Linked DNA regions of Arachis hypogaea: region 2 is linked to region 1. A link is a contact called in public Hi-C data. All regions are on one chromosome and are shown on one strand. Each heading gives the region's core, a stretch centred on a gene start, on an enhancer-like site or on the middle of the called end of the contact. The rest is flanking DNA. Distances are from core to core; before and after follow the strand shown. Region 1 holds the start of LOC112805571 (protein FAR1-RELATED SEQUENCE 5-like). Region 2 holds the start of LOC112698176 (threonine dehydratase biosynthetic, chloroplastic-like).

Region 1 (6,608 bases), core at 2,489-4,988:
AAACTGCCGAATGGTTATCTACCTCATCAATGATATACCAATATACATTGACCCTATTCACATTTTCTTTTTGCTGCCTTTCTTCTTTAGCTTCAAGCTCTTTATGGACAATACACCAGAAGCGCTCTTACCTTCATACTTTTTGGTCATCTTTACAACACTTGACATACCCTTTCTCGCTGCAGCACGCTGCTGTGGTCGGCGACTCATCATTTTTCTATCAAGTGGCCAGTATGCGTATGGTTCGAGCTCGTCTTTCCTCCTCAAATCTCCCCTGGATTTCTTGCTAGCATATTCTTTCCTCGTGTAAGCCTATCCGGAGTCTGATGTCTTTCCTCTTCACATCTTTAACAGCCCCAGTCCACACTTTGTGACAAGCATTCCCAAGAGAAGTTTAACCTGCAAAGAATTTGAATGTGTTAGCACTTATCAGTTTACAGCATGAACAAGCACCATTATCCACAAAACAACAGTCATCCATGATAATAGATCAATGAAACTGCAGTTTTCGACAAAAACACCACGTAAAATAACAAAAACAACCTTTGCTTTAAAATGATTTTTGGTGCTGTTTTGCCACTTCAACAAACCTTCCACCAACTAATATGTTAGACATCTCATTTTTATGCAAGCTAAGTGGGATTGATTATTACTTGTTTAAAACCAAGTATATGTATTGTCAGCATGATATTTTCTTTCTTCTTATTCTAATTGGCCAAACATTATGGATATGGCAGTTCAAATGAACTATGATAGCATCTAATTAACTCTTTTTTCTGTCCATACAGAAAGATTGGGTGTTGTGTAGGGTGTTCTACAAGGACAGAGAAGTTGGTGGCAAACCTAATAGCATGGGAAGCTGCTATGATGACACAGGCTCTTCATCTCTTCCAGCATTAATGGATTCTTACATCAGCTTTGACCAACAACAACAACCTCAAACCCATCTTCATGCTGATGAGTATGAGCAAGTGTCCTGCTTCTCCATTTTCTCTTATACTCAAATAAGCCCTATTTTAAACCAAAAATTCAGTTTTAAAATCATTTTTTAACCAAAAACACTGTACATTTGAACTTTGAAATGTCATTGCTAGTTTTTGAAGTCTGATCTGTCATTACTCTAATTGGCATATAAATTCCAATAAAAACTAAAACTTTAAAAACAACAAAACAACCCAAAGAGTCATCCAAAGTATTACACCAAATAACATGAAGAGAAAAAGAGTACATAGAAGCAATAGAAGAATAGCAGCACTCAAGATTCACCTTCAGACAAAGATAAAACAGAGCAAAACACCACACGCACACTCAACCGACCCAAAAGCAAAAACCCCTTTTTACAGAACAAGAAATAGGTCAAAATCCATGAACCACCAAAATCAATTCAGAAAGAAAGCAACCCATCAAAGTAAACAGAGAAAAGACAAGTGATCTTGGCGACACAGAGCAAGGCAAGCTCGGCTATCAGATCCTTATCCACTGACCCAGAAGCAAGAAGGAAAACCGGTTACCCGCACTTGTGACGGCGAGTCGGCGACAGCGAAACCAATTCACAAAGAAGAGAGAGTTTCAGTCTGACAATTGAGAGAGAGAAACGTTCTTTGAGAGAGATGTGAGAAAATTCAGGAAAGATGAAGGATACTAGAACCATTCTTTTCAATATTTTTTGTTCTTTTAGATGTGTTTTTTTTTTTCCTTTTGTATGAATGATCATAAGAAATTAGGGTTTATGGAAAACCATAAACATGTTTAAGTGTACATAAATAATTAATTAGATGTTTTAAATTTAAATGGATAGTTTTTGTCCAATATAAAAAAAATATTTAAGTTTTTTTTATAAAATTAAATAAAAATATATTTTTTATTTTTATTAAATTATAAAAATATTTTAGTAAAAATATTGATATGATATATATTTTTTAAAAAAAATTAATTACTAATGGAGATAATATAATTTATATCATATTTTATTATTTGTCTACAATTTTATCACAATTTTATCATATCAGTACGTATAAATTTATTATCCTATCATAATAAACATCTAATTTTTTATCACATAATTATACTTGATATAGTGGGCGTTGACCATTCTTAATATAAATTTTATCACGTATATCTTCTTTTTAAGAATTCGATATTTCCTTGTGGAATTAATAAGATAGAGCAAAAATTATTTTTAAAGCTAACAGGGTTTATTTAATTAAAAAGGATCATTTATGTTATGAATTTATTTATTTTGTATTTTTAAGATACATATTAATATTATAAAATTAAAAAATTTTATTAAAAATATAAAAAAATTAAATAGGAATATTTAAAATTTTTTAATAATAATAAAGTTATCATGTACATAAACAGGGTAGCTAAATTCTTATGTTATAATTGTTAAAAGAAATTTTAACATGATAAAACTAAACATTATTGGTGATTTCTTCCAAACCCATGGCAATTTTGTGGGTAAGTTACCCTTGTACATGTGTCATCATCTCAGCCATTGATCAAATAAAATTTTCAACCTTGCATTAATACATTCATTGATAATAGCAAAAGCCTTTAATGAACATATACTATAATAAATACTACATTAATTATTGTATACATATACTATATAGTGTATTGGGGAACATTTATAATTATAATTTATAATCTCTAACTTGTTTTTCATTTTATAAAATACCCTCCATCACTTTCTGAAATTCAACATGCATGTCTCACAAGCCTTTAATTCATGTTTCACTTCCTGGAAAACACATAGAACCCACTACCCGGTGGTTTTTTCGCCTTCGTTCTATACCCGCTACCCAACCCTGAAATTTGTTATCCTAGAACCCACTACCGAACCCTGTTTGATTTTTTCACCTTCGTTCTATACCCAGCGTCCATTTAGCAAGAATGATATCCTTCGAGTAACAGGTTCCGGAACTGGTACTCTGCTTTCGTCGGATTGGCGTCGACGTCAACTGAGGAGAGGGCGAACGCTAAACTGATGTGGCTCCGGTAGAGAAATTTGTAGCAGAACTTCTGCTAGATCCGAAGCTGTGGCTGCTGGAAGCTAGTTTACCAACAATCAATTTTCGGCTGCCTTCGAATTAGGTGCGTCGGATTAGGTAAAGGTGACCTCCCTCCGACTCCGACAGTGCATTTTTTATCCGTTGAAGCTCAACCTCTGCTTGTCAGCAAGGTATGTCCAGATTAGTTCAATTTGGATGATAGTCTATGCCTTTTTAACGGTTCTCTGTTTAGGGTGTTGGGTTGCTATCCTTGAATTTGGAAATTAAGTTACATTATCTAGTTCTATGCTGTGGCTAGCTTTGGGGAATTCAAATTAAAACCTAATACTGGGGTCGAAAACAATTGTGTTAGTTTAATTGGTTTTGGTTCATTTAATTTTACATGCAGCTTAGTTTAGCTTCCCGTAGTTGCTGCCATTGGCTCTGTTTATTGACATTTTTTGGTAAAATTATGACAGGGGTTAAATTATGTCCATAAAGGAGGATGATGTTAAGAATGATTCTGATAATGATTTGGGTGATGATTTCGATTATCAACCGAATGCAGAAGATGATGCTGATGACGACGATGTGGATTCGCTGGATTCCACTAGCAAGAGTGAACAAGTTTGTGGTGTAAAAAGAATAGCGGATTTAATGGTGGAGGATATTTGGAACCTGGAGTTTAGGACGGAGGATGGCTTGCCAATTTTATAACGCTTATTCTTGTTGGCATGGATTTGTAATGAGGAAGGACGACGTGGTTAGGGATAATCAAGGTAGAATCATTAGCAGGCAACTTGTTTGCAACAAAGAGGGCTGGAGAAATATGAGGTATCTTGATATGGATGATAGATCAAGGGAGGCAAGGTCACTAACGCGAACCAAGTGTCCAGCTCGGCTTAGGGTAAAGCTTGACTACGGCTGCGGTAGATGGAAGGTATCATGTTTTGTGGAATCTCACAACCACGATCTGACGCCACCCCAATTTGCGCATCTGGTACCGGCCAATCGTTGTATAACTTTCACTGATAGAGTTCAAGTGGAAAATCTTCATAATTTTGGTGTCAAGAGCTGCCATATTATGGGGTATATTGCATTCCAGAAGAGTGGATATCGTCATGCTGGCTTCACACGGAAAGATTTGTATAACCACATCGATCGCTATCATCGGGCAAAAGTTAAAAACGGGGATGCCAATGCGGCAATAAACTATTTGATTGGCAAGTCAAACAACGATCCGCTGTTCTTTGGAAAGTATACGTTCACTAGTGACGAAAGGCTGGAGCATATTTTCTGGGCAGATGGGCAGTCAATTATCGACTATCACTGCTTTGGAGATATTGTTGCCTTTGATTCAACCTACAAGAAGAATAAATACAACAAGCCTTTGGTCATTTTCTCTGGATGCAATCATCACGGGCAGACTGTTATCTTCGGCTTCGGCCTACTATCCGACGAAACCACAGAGACGTATAAGTGGTTGTTGGAAACCTTTGTTGAAGCGATGGGTGGGAAAAGTCCAAAAGCAATAATAACTGACGGAGACCTTGCCATGCGAGATGCAATCAAGAATGTTCTGCCTGATGCGACCCATCGGTTATGCGGATGGCATCTACAGAGAAATGCATGTGAAAATATAAAGAATCCTAATTTCATGCGCGATTTTAAGTGTCTTATATACGATAACAACGACCAGAGAGACTTTGATCAGACATGGGCAGCCATTTTGGATAAGCACAACCTTGTTGGAAGTACTTGGATGGAAAAGACGTACGAAACTCGTGAGATGTGGTCCCATTGTTTCCTCCGGGATAAGTTTTTCGGTTACATAAGGTATAAATTCTCTCATCAGATTTTATGTTAATCGCAAGAACACCCTCATTGACTTCATGCATAACCTGGATAGGGCCTTAAAGGAGTATAGAAACAACGAGTTAATAGCTGACTTTAAGTCTCAGTGCTCAGAGCCAGTGATGATTACCTCGTTGGAGGTATATGAAAGATCTGCATCATGTTATTTCACGCGAAACATTTTCAAGGAAATTCGTAATGAGATTCAGAGGGCAGGGGCTTTGAATATAACGGTACTAAGCACAACTTTGGACAAGGTAGAGTTTAGTGTGACTGCTCTCGGAGACCTGGCCAAAGATCGACGGGTGGAAGTCGATAGAGGTAAGAATCTGTTCTCGTGCTCGTGCAAGCTGTTTGAATCACGTGGTATTCCCTGTAGTCATATCTTCTGTGCCATGAAGTTCGAAAACATACTTGAGTTTCCAGATTCGTTGATATACAAAAGGTGGACAAAAAATGCAAAGAACGAATTTATTAGCACAGAAATGCCTGTGAATGATGTCATCAAAAGGGTCTTAAAGTTTCGAGTTGGAGCATTGGCATTGAATTGCAACAAGCTGTGTGATATTGCTTGCAAGGATCTTGCAGACTTTGATGAAGTCCAGTCTGAACTTGTCAATTTAGTTATCCGCCTGCAGTCACGCAAACAAGGCAAGTCAACTCCTAATGTTAACGTGGAAGGCATCAACGATCCCTTTGTTGTCAAAAGCAAAGGAGCCCCTTCCAAGAGGTCTTCTTGGAGGAAGAAGAGATCATGCTCTAATTGCCACAAGTACGGTCATTACTACAAGCGCTGTCCAGATTTGATGCAGCATAGTGTGGAAGGTAACCATCGCGATCGATCATACGGCAATGCATCAGCCAAGGACTCAGGTTTTAGTCCAGAAAGGTTTGCTAATTCTTCGAGGTCGTTCTCAATTAAGTCCGAACACCACTCAGGACCTAATACCAAGGTACGATTTGTTTATTCTAAATAGACTCCTGCTGTGAAAATCTTGTTCGGTGTATGTCCCTTTAAAAACCATTAAACTATGTGAATGCTCCTCTGTTTGGGCAGCGTTTTAAAAAGGGTGGAACAAGGAAGTTTACGGCGACGGGTATGAGGAACCGGAAGGGTAAAGACAACACTTTTGTCGAGGTAATTTTTTTGAATATAAACATCTAATTTCCGTGTCATGAACTGGGTAAATTAATGAAGATCTCCTTCTTCTTGTCTTAAAAAAATTTATAAAACATCGGAGCCTCCATGAAAGCAGCGAATCCATTGACACGAATGGTGTTTTCAATGAAAATCTCGACTCGTTAACACAGGTGTGATGCGTAAAACTCCTCTTAACCACTTTGCGATCAATGACCATTATGGTTTTATGCATTATTATAGTTTCTGATTGGGGATTATGATGTTATCAGCAGGTGAAGGAGTCACAGCAGGACAAGATACATTCATTCACGAACTATGAATGCGATAATGATGTCATTGATGATAAATGTGACACACGACATGTGCATATCGATGTCCGAGATCAGTTACCATCGTCACTGCCTTGTGGCAACAAACAAGGATCGTACATGGCATTGTTCGCGTCGATGCATAGGACACTTTGACCATTTCAAGGAATTAGTCTTCTGAATTTAGTGCAATGCAAGTATAATTGGTTCTAAAAGCCTGATCTATCCTGATTTACTAATCGCAATGTATTTGTCACTGCTTGGTATTGAGGAGTTTTAAGTTGTATTTATTTACGTTAACTATGAATATGT
Region 2 (6,899 bases), core at 3,305-5,804, 140 kb after region 1:
AAATTTTTGAGTGACTAGAATTTTCCCAGAATTCTGCGCAAGTTGCTGCCTAATTTCAGTAACCATATCGAAAGAATTTGGCTTAGGTTCTAACTAACCTTTTCGGTTTCCTAAGCTTCTCATCACTTCTTAATCATCTTATTATCTTTATCATGCATAATTTAACATTATAACTAGAAGTAATCACTCATAACATCATCAATAATCATCATTCACATAAACACAAACATAGAATTACACTAACCTAACCCCTACCTCGATAGAGTTTATCCTTGCTCAAAAAATCGATTCTAGCTTTACTTTAATTAACTTTGGCCGATTTGAAAGGAGTTCTTAGAGGAGGGTTGGTGTGAATTTCATTGCAAAATTTTGAAGAAAAGAGCTTGGTGAAGATGGTGAGGCTGCTGGTTCCTCCCCCTTCAAACTTTAATTAGCTTCCTATCTCACTCGCACTTATTCCCTTTTCTTTTCTCGGTTCAGCTCTCTCTTTCTTTTCTCTCTTTGATTTGTGCTCTAGTTTCAACAAATTTTGAGGAGCATATGGTTATTTATAGGAAGATTAGAAGACAGATGTGGGAGGGATACATTGCAATCAACAATGAGGAGGAATCAACACCTAACTTCTCATTAATTGCAAGGCTCCACTAATGGCTTAACCATGGGGTGTAACCAAGGTTTTGAAAATCGAACCGGAAGAGCTGGTCAAACCGATTCAACCGGGGACCGGCACTAAAAACGGTTCAGTCCGCTATTAATAACCGCTGAAAAAAACCGTTTGTAAATTGTCGAACCGGCCAAAAACCGGTCGGTTGGACCGGACCGGTAACCGACCGGTTCGAATAAAATGACATCGTTTGTTATTTAAAAAGAAACTGGAGCAAGCCCAAGTCTTCGTGAGCCAACCCCCTTCTTCCCCAATCATTCGTGAATCGTCCTAATCCTGGAGAACTCTCAAGCCAAGGGAAACTCTAGCCCTTCATCGCCGCCGCCGTTCCCAGGTCCACAGCGCCACCACCGTCCCCAGGTCGTCAGCGCCGCTGCTTCTTCCTCTCCCCCGTGTCCGAAACCTAGTAGCGCGGCACGTCGTCTTCATCTTCGCATGCTTTCCGGCACGGAGCCCAGGTTAGTGACTTCTCATCTTCATCTTAACTGATTGTTCGGTCTTCTTCTTGGTTTGAACTTTGAAGTTCTGAAATTGTTGTTCTTTGGTCTTCTTCTTCGGTCTTCTTGTTCCATTTTTGTTCCATTTTTAGTGTGACTGTTTTCAATTTTTGGTCTTCTTCTTCGGTCTTCTTCTTCTTTACTGATGGCTCGTTTCCTCTGTTAGTTTGTTACTCTATTTTAGTGTGACTGTTTTCTATTTGCTCAATGGCTCGATTGCTCTGTTAGTTTACTGATGGCTCTGTTAGTTTGTTACTCTGGTTTACTAGTTGTTGATGGCTCCAAATTTTTTTGTTCTTTTTTTTTTTCAGGTATTTATTCATTTATTTTTCGGTTTGATGCGATTTTGCTATTTATTCATTATTTATTTAATTTTGCCATTTTTCTACCCCTATATATAAACAGTGGCACAAGAAGAGTATGCGAACAATGGAAATGCTACTGGGGATTTAAATTCCGATGATAGAGGTAAGTGGTTTATGTTTCCATGTGATTGTGATGTTAATTTTTTGCATGCGGATACAATACGAATTTGTGGAAATGATTATGAGAAAATGCATAACTGCAATTACTGTAATAGAATAACGCAAATTTAAGTCATTTGAGCATTCTTTTTTGTTTTTGTGTGGCGGAAAAGAGAAGAGCTTGTTAGTGTGTCTTATTTGGTTTTTTACTGTATAGAACATTTTAGTGTTTTGGAATGTTTCATAATATGCTAAATGCTTAATGCTGTAGGCAGATTTTAGTGTTTTGTAGTTGCTGGTTTTTGGAATGCTGAATGCTGGTTTTGCTGAAATGTTTTGGGTGAAGCTTTTTTTGTTACTCTGTTTTGGACTTTTGGTTTGTTTGTTACTGAATGCTGTAGGCAGATTTTAGATATGGTCATGTTTTAACTTTTTATAAATTAATTCATGTATACCCATCATGCATATTATTGATTCAATTCATTATGTATGTATGTAGGTATTGAGCGATGAAGTATTTTCAAAACAATTCTGATGACAACAATCATCTCACACACAGTGGCAATGATCCACATGCCAAGAAAAAGGCACATGTCATACAAGAACAGAACAATGCAAAGTATAGGAACAGATATTTTATCTATTGTTTATAATTTATTTATTTTATTATTCTAAAACGGTTTTTTCGGTTGAACCACCGGTTAGACCGATTAGACCAATAAACCAGTTACTAGAATAGTTTGATGACTGATTCGGTTTTCAAAACCTTGGGTGTAACTATGATTAAATGACTTTTGTTATGACAAAGGAAGAGAATATAGTTTGTGAGCTAATCATGATTAGTTCTTCCTCCTCTCAATCTTGATCATGGTTCGGTCATGAAAAAAGAGAAAAAGAAAGTGGTTTGATTAATTATGGTTCTTAGTGGATTAGTGGTTCGGTTTAAGTTCGGTTAGATTTTAATTAAGCTTAAGTGTTTCGATTCTTTATTTTTCTTTTAGATAATATTTCTATTGACTTTACGAATTTAGATTGAAAATAGCTTTCTTGAAGGTTTGGCCAAATTGCTAAATAGAGGAAAGAAAACGGTTTAATAACTAAACCGTAAGATTACCGTTTTCAAATCGTATTAGTTTAAATAACCCGCAATTGAGATATTAGCCGCTGAGAGTATCTCAACTTTAGATCAAGCATAGAACATTCTACTAAGCTAATTCAATCAAGAAAAGCTAGTAGTAAGGATTCCATAGATGAATTTAACTCGATGGTCAAATTCATCGTTATCGATAGGTTTTTGGCTTAGGACACGTTTTTTTCTCTCACGGTATATCTATTATTTTCACTTATCAAGTATAAATTAGCCTTATTATTTTATGATGTGGTGATTCTCAAATATTTATCGAATTTCTCATCACAGGATTTCTGAGAATAACTCTGTAGAGAATCGAGGTGTTATAGGGCACAAGTCCCAGATATGGCTTTTCAGATGCATACAGTGTGCATATAAGTCTTACGGCCAGACCACATACAATGTGACTTTTAAATGTATTTCAATATGCTTACATCTGAAAAACAGTTCTCAGTGTGTGGACGTCAGTGTGTGGACGTCTCCACTATACATTTGGCACTAAGGCCCAAGCAAGGTCGTACCTGTGGCAGGCAGTTTTTTAAAGCTTTTTCTTTATCTTTATCCTCTGCTCTCCTATGGCAGAGATCCCATTAGTTAGTACATTCTTTTCTTTTCTGTTCTCTACTCTCTTGTGGCAGAGATTCGTTAAATTCTTTTAATCTTTGTTCTCTGCCCTCCTGTGGCAGAGATTCCTTTAATTATACATTCATTTCCTTTATATTTTCTGCTCTCTTATGGAAGAGGTTTTTTAAAGTCTTTTATTCTTTGCTCTCTATTCTACTGTGGTAGAGATTTCTTTGATTTTTTTTCTTTTCTTTTTTTTTCTTCTTTTCTTTCTTATCATTTCACTATATAAATTATCTTTTAAATAAAATATTAATATATTATATTGACACAAGTAATGCTAGTATTAATAATAAAAGAATATTAACATTATTATTTTTATATCGAAACCTACTTATTAAGGTTCTATTCTTTAAACTTTTAGGAATTATACTCTAATTTCAAGCTTTTAAACATTTTACCTTTTACCCCAATATTTTATAAAATTACTAATTTTAATTTCATATATAGTAAAATTACTAATTTAATTTTATATTTTTAGAAATAATCTTGATTTTTTAAATAATATTCGGATTACTCCGAAATTTTTACTTTTTACTCAAAATACCCCCAAAACTTATATAATTATTATCTTTTAACCCCGATCTTTTATCAAACTACATTTCCATATTCAAAAATAATATTTGTGTTGGTGACAAACACTTTCAAAACGAAAATCTTTTATTGTGATATTTCAAAATATATACTTGATTTTAAATCTATTTTCGAGCTTTTCGGTTGCCGATTTTTCACCGCATTTAAATTTAGTTCCTCGACCGACCATTAAACCTCACCCATTTTATTCAAAAACTAACACAATGACAGTCCCAAATCAACCTTATTATCACGGTTTGGGTAGCACAAACATGATTGAATCACAAGTTTAATCACATATAGCAATATATCAACAAAATTTAATATAAAATCAACCAAACTCCATCAATAATCAATCACAACAGCCACTTACTTATCCAACACAAATTTAATTAGTGAGAATTTATGTAAACTCCACCTCCGTAAGAAATAAAAATACTCGGAATTTTATAAAAATTTTTTGACCGAACTGTCGAAGAAGAAAATGTCAGAAATCGATTTCTTTGCCAAGAACACCAAAGGGCCGAACTTTCAAAGAAAAGAAGAGCTATGTTATCATCAACTTTTACCGAATAAAAGTAATACCAACACATAAAGGAGGAAGATACAAACATTTTAATTGAGTTAGATTTTTTATTGGAGTTATGGATTGCAAAAAAGTTAAAGTCGGAAGATGAAAGGGAGTCGCGGTTTCCCTCCCTCACTCGGTACACTTCTCTTCCCTTATTTCCTTGATTTTGGTTCGGTGATTCATTAGGAAAAATGAAAGATGATGATGTTGATTAAGGAAAATTGTAAATATGTGTCACTGTTATATATATATCCGTTAGCCACGTTTTTCATTTCTTTCTTTTCCTTTCCTAATGATTCGGCCTTGATGAATGATTTTGATCAAAGGAGGAGAGTTAGTTTGATAATTGAGGTGTCATGATTCCATCTGATCCACGGTCATATTTATATATATATATACATATAAGCTAAGTTTTCATTTCTTTTCTTTTGTTTGGCTTCCTTAATGGCTTCGGCCATTGGGTATATATATAATCACAAATGAGAGGCTGTTCTGGCAACCATTATGCCAGAGGATCCTGGTAGTTTTAAACAGTTTTGTCAATTGGTATGTCTATGCTGCTTTACCAATCATTTTTTCTTTCCATTTTTTTCCCCTGAATAATATCCTTCATATTTGAACTGATTATCTTCTGGTTTGGCAGGTAGGGCAGATGAACATCACAGAATTCAAGTATAGATTTAATTCCAATGAGAAGGCCGTTGTCCTTTACAGGTAAGGAGAGTTGCATGAAAAGCTGATCCTTTTTCTTTGTGGTTTCTTTCATTTTCATTGTTTTCTGGTTTTCAATTATATATTTTCTGTGGTAGATACATTTTGACATGTATTTTTCCAAAGAGATCCATGACAGTTCTTTTTCTGACTTTGTGTGCAGCGTTGGGGTTCACACGGTCTCAGAACTAAAAGCAATGAAAGAGAGAATGGAGTCTTGTCAGCTTAAAACTTACAATGTCATAGAAACTGACTTGATGAAAGATCACCTTCATTACCTGGTAATTGTGTTTGGGACAAAATGATCTTTTAGGATAGTTTGTCATGTCTGCCACACTGTGCAAGATTGAAATACAATATCTAAGCTAATTCGTTTCAATAAATCCTAAGCTGCTTTTTCTTAGTACTCAAGGTCAAATCAAGCAGTTAGCATGGAGAAAATTAAGTTTGATCAAATGCCTAATAGCTGCTCAATGTGAATTACTTTATTTTCTTGCGATAACCTTTTATTGCTATTGACGATTGTTTGCTATCATGCCATGTTTACTTTGCTTTTGAACTCATGACTAGATGGGAGGCCGTTCAAACGTTCAAAATGAGGTTCTTTGTCGTTTCATCTTTCCGGAAAGACCTGGTGCTCTAATGAAGTTCTTGGATTCATTAGGTCCACGATGGAATATTAGCTTGTTCCATTATCGTGGGCAGGTGAGAATTTGTAGTTTCCTAACGCAAGCTAATTTCTTTCTTTTTGATCAAATATTATGTATATACGATTGCAATATTTATGGTTCTTGAACAGGGTGAAACTGGAGCAAATGTGTTGGTAGGAATACAAGTACCAAGAGTTGAGATGGATGAATTCCATGATCGTGCTAACAGACTTGGATATGAGTATACGCTGGTGAACAATGATGACTTTTACCATCTCCTAATGCGTTCATGGTTAGGGTTTTTATGATTCGTGCAAGATAATACTATCAAGTTTGTTCAACTGTTGGTTTCAAATATAGGATTCACAGGAAACTATTCAGTGCTCCTAAATCCTAATGTAGCTTCTAGGTTTGCGTTCATTATACTTGCAAAGTGACACTGACAAAAAAAAAAAAAAAAAACTGAAATGCCATATTACGAGTGAAATGAATGCAATCCTAGCTAGTTCTTGAAAGAGCACCAAATAATTTCAAAACTGAATGGTCTTCCAATATGCAGCAATTTGCATAATTTTTGTTGGCTATACTATAACTTTGTTATAGAACAGTCTCTTGTGTAAAGAATATGTGGATAGTGTTCATTAAAAATTTATAAATATTGAAAATAATTTCGTTTTAGAAAGTTAGATTTACTTAGTTCAGATAATTATGCTTGATATACTTCAAATTCAAATTTACTAGTCAGTAGGACACTAATCATTTAAACCAAAATTAAAATTTATTTCTGGAAGTTCCATTATGATGGTTAGGGTCTTAGTTTCATTAATCAGTAGTAATAGGACCCCTGTTAATAAAGCAAGAAAAAAAAAAGGTTTGAATAGATCTTTTCAGCTTTCTGGTGTGCAGTATTCAATACTTTGAAACCTAAATCACTTATTTTTTTTAATGCAAAAAGTACCTTTCTTAAAAGGTTAGATAAATCCTATATCTGGGGATAAAGTGAATAAAATAGTAAA

The links. A called contact is a pair of places that touch in the nucleus more often than the background predicts.
Region 2: a Hi-C map of leaf shows a contact between it and region 1, with 3 times the contacts expected there. The contact joins the promoter of LOC112698176 here to the promoter of LOC112805571 in region 1. A contact is called at or near these places in 2 of 8 Hi-C or Micro-C datasets (both in leaf).

The regions. Positions count from the first base shown.
Region 1 is chr6:57,113,187-57,119,794 of arahy.Tifrunner.gnm2.J5K5, forward strand. It overlaps LOC112805571 (protein FAR1-RELATED SEQUENCE 5-like), which reads left to right and starts at 3,739. Exons shown (of 4, transcript XM_025847937.1): 1 at 3,739-4,766; 2 at 4,849-5,800; 3 at 5,905-5,985; 4 at 6,261-6,452. The coding sequence starts at 3,739. The coding sequence ends at 6,452. LOC112696621 (a long non-coding RNA gene) reads right to left here and starts at 1,761. Exons shown (of 2, transcript XR_003150815.3): 1 at 1,512-1,761; 2 at 1-399.
Region 2 is chr6:57,254,197-57,261,095 of arahy.Tifrunner.gnm2.J5K5, forward strand. It overlaps LOC112698176 (threonine dehydratase biosynthetic, chloroplastic-like), which reads left to right and starts at 4,555. Exons shown (of 6, transcript XM_072197018.1): 1 at 4,555-4,658; 2 at 5,166-5,236; 3 at 5,397-5,514; 4 at 5,804-5,938; 5 at 6,033-6,175. The coding sequence starts at 5,175. It overlaps LOC112696623 (a long non-coding RNA gene), which reads left to right and starts at 871. Exons shown (of 3, transcript XR_003150816.3): 1 at 871-1,122; 2 at 1,567-1,629; 3 at 2,125-2,484.